Linked DNA regions of Rattus norvegicus: region 1 is linked to region 2. A link is a contact called in public Hi-C data. All regions are on one chromosome and are shown on one strand. Each heading gives the region's core, a stretch centred on a gene start, on an enhancer-like site or on the middle of the called end of the contact. The rest is flanking DNA. Distances are from core to core; before and after follow the strand shown.

Evidence for each region. Hi-C and Micro-C count contacts between places; a contact is called where the count stands out from the background.
Region 1: a contact with region 2 is called in a Hi-C map of kidney, with 2.2 times the contacts expected there. The contact joins the enhancer-like site here to the promoter of Smg5 in region 2. A contact is called at or near these places in 5 of 12 Hi-C or Micro-C datasets (Schwann cells, kidney, liver and 1 more) and 1 of 1 datasets of contacts at active chromatin or transcription factors (oligodendrocytes).

What each region holds. Positions count from the first base shown.
Region 1 is chr2:176,152,174-176,154,873 of GRCr8, reverse strand. All of the region lies in intron 1 of Pmf1 (polyamine-modulated factor 1), which reads left to right. Among named protein-coding and RNA genes, the nearest start is that of Pmf1, 12 kb to the left of the region's middle. Within about 2 kb of position 1,278, at least 21 of the 93 cell types and tissues checked have an H3K27ac peak or open chromatin away from gene starts, as enhancers often do. A contact at or near this core is called in Schwann cells and kidney, where this site is marked.
Region 2 is chr2:176,101,443-176,104,142 of GRCr8, reverse strand. It overlaps Smg5 (SMG5 nonsense mediated mRNA decay factor), which reads right to left and starts at 1,331. Exons shown (of 22, transcript NM_001427645.1): 1 at 1,113-1,331. The coding sequence starts at 1,186.

The DNA.
Region 1 (2,700 bases), core at 29-2,528, 51 kb before region 2:
TCCAGTAGACACGGACATGGTACACAGACATACATGTAGGCAGAACACCTATACTAAAACGAAAATAATAAAATTTCAAAAAAAGGAGATAGAAGACACCCAACATCATGAGAACACATCACACACATGCACACACGCACACACACAGACACACAGACACACACACACACACAGAGAGAGAGAGAGAGAGAGAGAGAGAGAGAGAGAGAGAGAGAGAACCCAGAACTCTTTTGCCTCCCTCCCCTAACCCCCACCCCCATTTCCCGTAGATTTATGTCTTTTTCTCTTCTTTTTTCTTTTTTTACTTTTTCATGCAGGGCATTGAAGCCAGGCCTCCAGCATGTTAAGCACACTCTGCTGCTAAGTGACATCTTCGTTTCCTTCTCTGTCCCCCACCCTTCCCCCTCTCAGACCATTTTTCTTCAAGCTGTATGTACTCACTGGGTGTTTGCTGCGAATTCCACCCTCCTGCAATCACCAGCAGGGAGAGCGGCAGCAGCTAACACAGGCGCTCGCTTGAAGGTACACTGAGCAGCGTCACAGCCCCTCTATCTGAGGGAGACGTTGCCGCCTTAGTGCCCTTGGGTGACTGTGCTCAGATATCAAAAGGACAATTCAAAGGGCAGATGCTGGGAACCTGTCCAGCCCACAGCCCACAGCACAGTTCTAGGCATCTTGTTTTCTTCCTAGTTGTGCCAGCCACTCAGTCTGTGGCTTCTGAAGAGGACTGTGGAGGGACACATGATGCCTGCCCATGTGGGCTGGGATTGAAATGGGTAATTGTGGCTTAAACATCTGGGATCCTGTTCGTCTTCACAGCCCACTCAGGCATCCAGGTCAAGCCGGGCATAGCTCTCCTCAGCTCCAGCAGTGGCTAGGACCCATAGCAGGGGTGAAGTAGACTCTGCCCATAGGTGTCACCTGAGAACTCTTCGGGGGTTCCTGATTCTATTGAGAATCCTGTAAACATGAAGGGCCCCAGAAACAAGCACATTTCACAAGAAGGGACACTTTCTACAGAGTCCTGTCTTGGGTATTTAAGTCAGCGGTGCCAGTGTGGGAATGGCCCGGATGCCTTGTGGATTTCTTGAAAACTACACTCAGGGAAGGAAAGTGATGTTTTAGAAAGGGCCCATGGCGGTGTGTTGGCCAGACATAAAATTATACTTTCTTATAAACAATGTAATATCCTTGTGGAAAGAAATGCTGGAACCTCGATCCCAACAGCAATATTGGGAAGAAGCAGTATGGACTCTAAGCAAAGTGGGCAGCCAGGATGGAGGCCTGGCCTGGGCTGCCGGGCTACAGCCCTGCTCCACTCCTAGCTGCCTCAGCCTCATGGCCCTTCTGTCTGTGCTTCCTTCTCCTCAGGACAGAGCAGACTTTGGCCCTGACCTCAGTTTGTTTGAGACCAGCCAGCTGTGCACTGAGAAAGTACACTGGCTCATAAGGACACTGCCTGGGTGCAGGTCCTGCCTTCATGGTTCACTGGCTGAATGGCCTTGGTGACCACTTTTGTCAAGTGGGACAGCAGTATCTTTACCACCCAGATTGACCTAGGGACCTCTGAAATGTTAAGTCCCTGCCTCAAAGAGAAACCTCCCCAGATAGCCCCCACTGCTGCAGGGGTCTACAACAGTCAGCGGCTTCTCAGAGCTGAGAGGTTTCTTCCCTTTGGAAGGCAGGCACTTAGGTTACAACTCCATGAAAAGAAACAATTCAGCAGTGGGGAGTGGGATCTGGCCTGTAGGATTTGTCCCCACAAAAAAGAGATAAGGTCCTGAGTGAGGTAAACCAGACCCACAGAGACACTCATATAGGCAGGAGGAGGGCCAGCCGAAACTACACAAGACCCTGTTGAAATCAACAAACAATAAAACTAATAAAATCAGGTCATTGTGGTGGTTTGAATGACATCTTAGTTACTTTCCTGTTGCTGTGACAAAGCATCATGGCCAAAGAACTGATAAAAGAAAGAACTTCCTTTAGGTTAGAGTCCACGGCCATGGCAGGGAGTGTGGCAGCAAGCAGTCAGGCATGTTGCTGCAGCTGTAGCTGAGAGCTTACTTCTAATCCACAAACAGAAGCGAGGAGACAAACACTGGCAATGGTGGTGTAGCTTCTAAAACCTCGGAGCCCATCCCAGTGACACACCTCCTCCAACAAGGCCAGACCTAACCTTCAAACAGCTGCACAAACTCAGGACCAAGTTTCCAAACATAGGAGTCTATGGGGGCCATTCTCATGGTGGTGATTTGAATAAGAGTGGCCTCCATGGGCTTGTATGTTTGACTGCTTGGTCCCCAGTTAGTGGAACTGTTTGGAAAGGATTAGGGGGTGTAACCTTGTTGGAGGAGGTATGTCACTGGGACTGGGCTTTGAGATTTCAAAAGCCCACACCAAGTCCCCCCCCCCCCCTCCTGCCTTTGGATCAGCTCTCAGCTACTGTCCCAGTGCCATGCCCATCTACTTCCCACAATGATGCTCATAGACTCTATACTACCCACTGGAACCATGAGCCTCAAATTAAATACTTTCTTTTATAGACTTGTTTTGGTCATGGTGTCTCTTCACAGCAATAAAACACTAACAAAGACATCATTCAAGTCACCACAATGACCTGCTTTTATTTTTATTGTGTTTATTTCAACAGAGTCTCCTGTAATTTAGGCTGGTCTTGGACTTACTGTGTAGCTGAGA
Region 2 (2,700 bases), core at 82-2,581:
CAAGCCTGAGCAGTGCAAGCACCTCCATTCAGCAGGGCCTGAGGTAAAGGGGAAGTCCCAAGCTCCACTTCCTACTAGAAGGCAGAAAACTCAGCTTGGTCTCCACTCTTCATCTTACTGTGACTCAGCTCTGGGATCTACAGTCTACCTACATAAGCGACTGTGGACGTAAGATTGTAAGGAAGAACTGAGTCACTGGGTGCCGGAAACGATGGACCCAAAGTCCTCCTTCCTAGCCAACAGAACTAGCCTTTTCTAGTCTTTATTTACACTCTGAGTCCCCAAATGTAAGCTCTAACAGATCTCTGTGTATTCAAATCAAACCTTTTAAAAAATAACTTATATTTCTTTTTTAAAAGATTTATTTTGGGTTGGGGATTTGGCTCCGTGGTAGAGCGCTTGCCTAGCAAGTGCAAGGCCCTGGGTTCAGTCCCCAGCTCCGAAAAAAAAAAAAAAAAGAACAGAAAAAAAAAGATTTATTTTTAATTTTCGTGCACCGGTGTTTTGCTGCATATATGTCTGTGCAAGTGTCAGATCCCATAGAGTTAGAGTTAATGAGCTGCCATGTGGGTGCTGGGAATTGAACCAGGAACCTCTGGAAGAGCAGTCAGGGCTGAACCATCACTCCAGCCACAGATCCTTCCTTTTAAGGAAGAAGAAACTGAGGCCCAAGGTCACAGGGCGAGAGGGGCAAATCAAGGACATGATCCTGTTTTTGTGGACTTCCGTCAGTGGCTGTTTCCAGTCAATCACTGGTGCTCAGCAGGGTTCTGAGCACTAGTCCCTTTCGGGTTTATTCTACCTGTGACCCCCATTCTCACCTACCCAACCCTTCTAGCCTCCAATTCCCACCGGATCTCTCCAGTTCCGCAAAGCCTGGCGTCACGGCACGGGAGGCTCAACGAGGCAAGGGTTTCTGCACATGCTTCAAACCTCCCACCCACCCAATTCTTCTCAGCTCCTCCAGGCAGGCACGCCCGCCCGCCCGCTCGCCCGCTCGCCCGCTCCCCTGCTGCACCCCCGCCCTCGTCGGGCCCGCCCGCCGCAGGCCCCGCCCCTCGCCGGCCCCGCTTCCCCGCCGCGGCTGCACACACACATCCCGGCCCTCTCACCGGTAAAGCCGCTTGGTGTGGAGGACCTTTGCTTCAGGTTCGCTGCTCTCCACTGGAGGAGGGCCTTGGCTCATGGTGCCTGGGCCCGGGGGCACCTCCTGGTCACAGGCCCCCGCCACCCACCACTGGCGCCTCCACTGCCGTCTCCAGCTGTAGCCGCAGCCGCCACTGCCGCCGGCCCTGCTCGGCCGCCATCGCTGTGAGGCGGCTGCCTGAGATGGCTCCTCCTCCACCTATCAAATCTCGCGATAGCTGCTGCCAAGCCGCGGACCTGCGACCAACCCACCAAGTCTCGCGAAAAATTGTCTTTTCTCCGGGAAGTTACCGGAATCAGCACTGGGTGGCATGGCTTCTCCTGGGTTTAAGTCCTTGAGGAAAATTTGTATTGTCAAAGATGTAGAGAAACCGGGCTTTCTGGCGCAGGCTTATCCTCCTAGCTCTTCAGAAGTCGAGGCAGCCTGCAGCGAGTTCCTAGCCCGGTTGCATACAGAGAGACCCTGTCTCAAGAAGTAAGTTTAAAAAGAGCGCGCTGGCGAGATGACTCAGCGGATAAAAGGCGCTCGCCGCCAACCTGAGCTCGGTCGCTGGAACCCACATGGTATAAGGTGAATCGATTCCAGCAAGCTGTCCTGACCTCCACACACGAGCTCTGTAGCACGCTCCCTGCCCCCAAAATAAAATTAATCTTAAAAAAAAATTGAAGTTTCTAGGAGAGAAGAAAAGAGATCGTAGAGTGCAAAGCGCTACATGGGACAGCTAGGGGCTGGAGAAATGACTACCCACATGGCAGCTCACAACCATCTGTAACTCGAGCTCCAGGGTATCCGAAGCCCTCATACAGACATGTATAGAGGCAAAACGCCAATGTGCATAAAATAATAAAATGAATGGACCAGCTGTCATTGAAGCAGAAATTGCAGAAGAGGAGCAGTGAAAAGATTTTAAGATCCGGAGGTAGTGGAGGTCTGCACTGAAACAGTATTTGCCAGACAGAACAGCGCTGTCAACAGGAGCTCACCTGTGACTGCATGCACAAGGTCAAGTCAGCCAAAATCCCAGCACGCGTGTATTGTGGGAAGGCTCATGAAGTATCCCAACGCCTAATTGAGGAGCTACTAGAAATTGATGGCTGCTGAGAAAGAGCCGGTTTTTGCTTGTTTTTTTAAAGGAATTCCTCAGAGACGCTACATTTATTTAGTATGTGTGTACATTTGTGGATGCATGTGTTCTACAACATACACGTGGACAGAGAACTTGGGAGAGTTCTCTGGGGATCAGACTCAGGTAGTCAGGCTTGATAGTAAGTACCCTTACCTGATGAGCCATCTTGACAGCCCTATTGCTTTCTTAACCACAAACCTAAGTAAGCTAAAGGGGTCTTTGGAGTCCTGCATATACAGACATTATAGTGGCAATGTATATACCACTATGCTCCCGGCTCCAGCCACCAGGTCTCCTTTCTATTCCTCAAACTGCCTCAAGTCTTTTCCATCTGTTGACTTTTGACCCGCAGTTCCTCTGCAGGAAACTCCCGTTGGGTTTCAGCTTCAGAGGCACCTTAAAGAGGCTCTCCCTACTGAAATTCTAC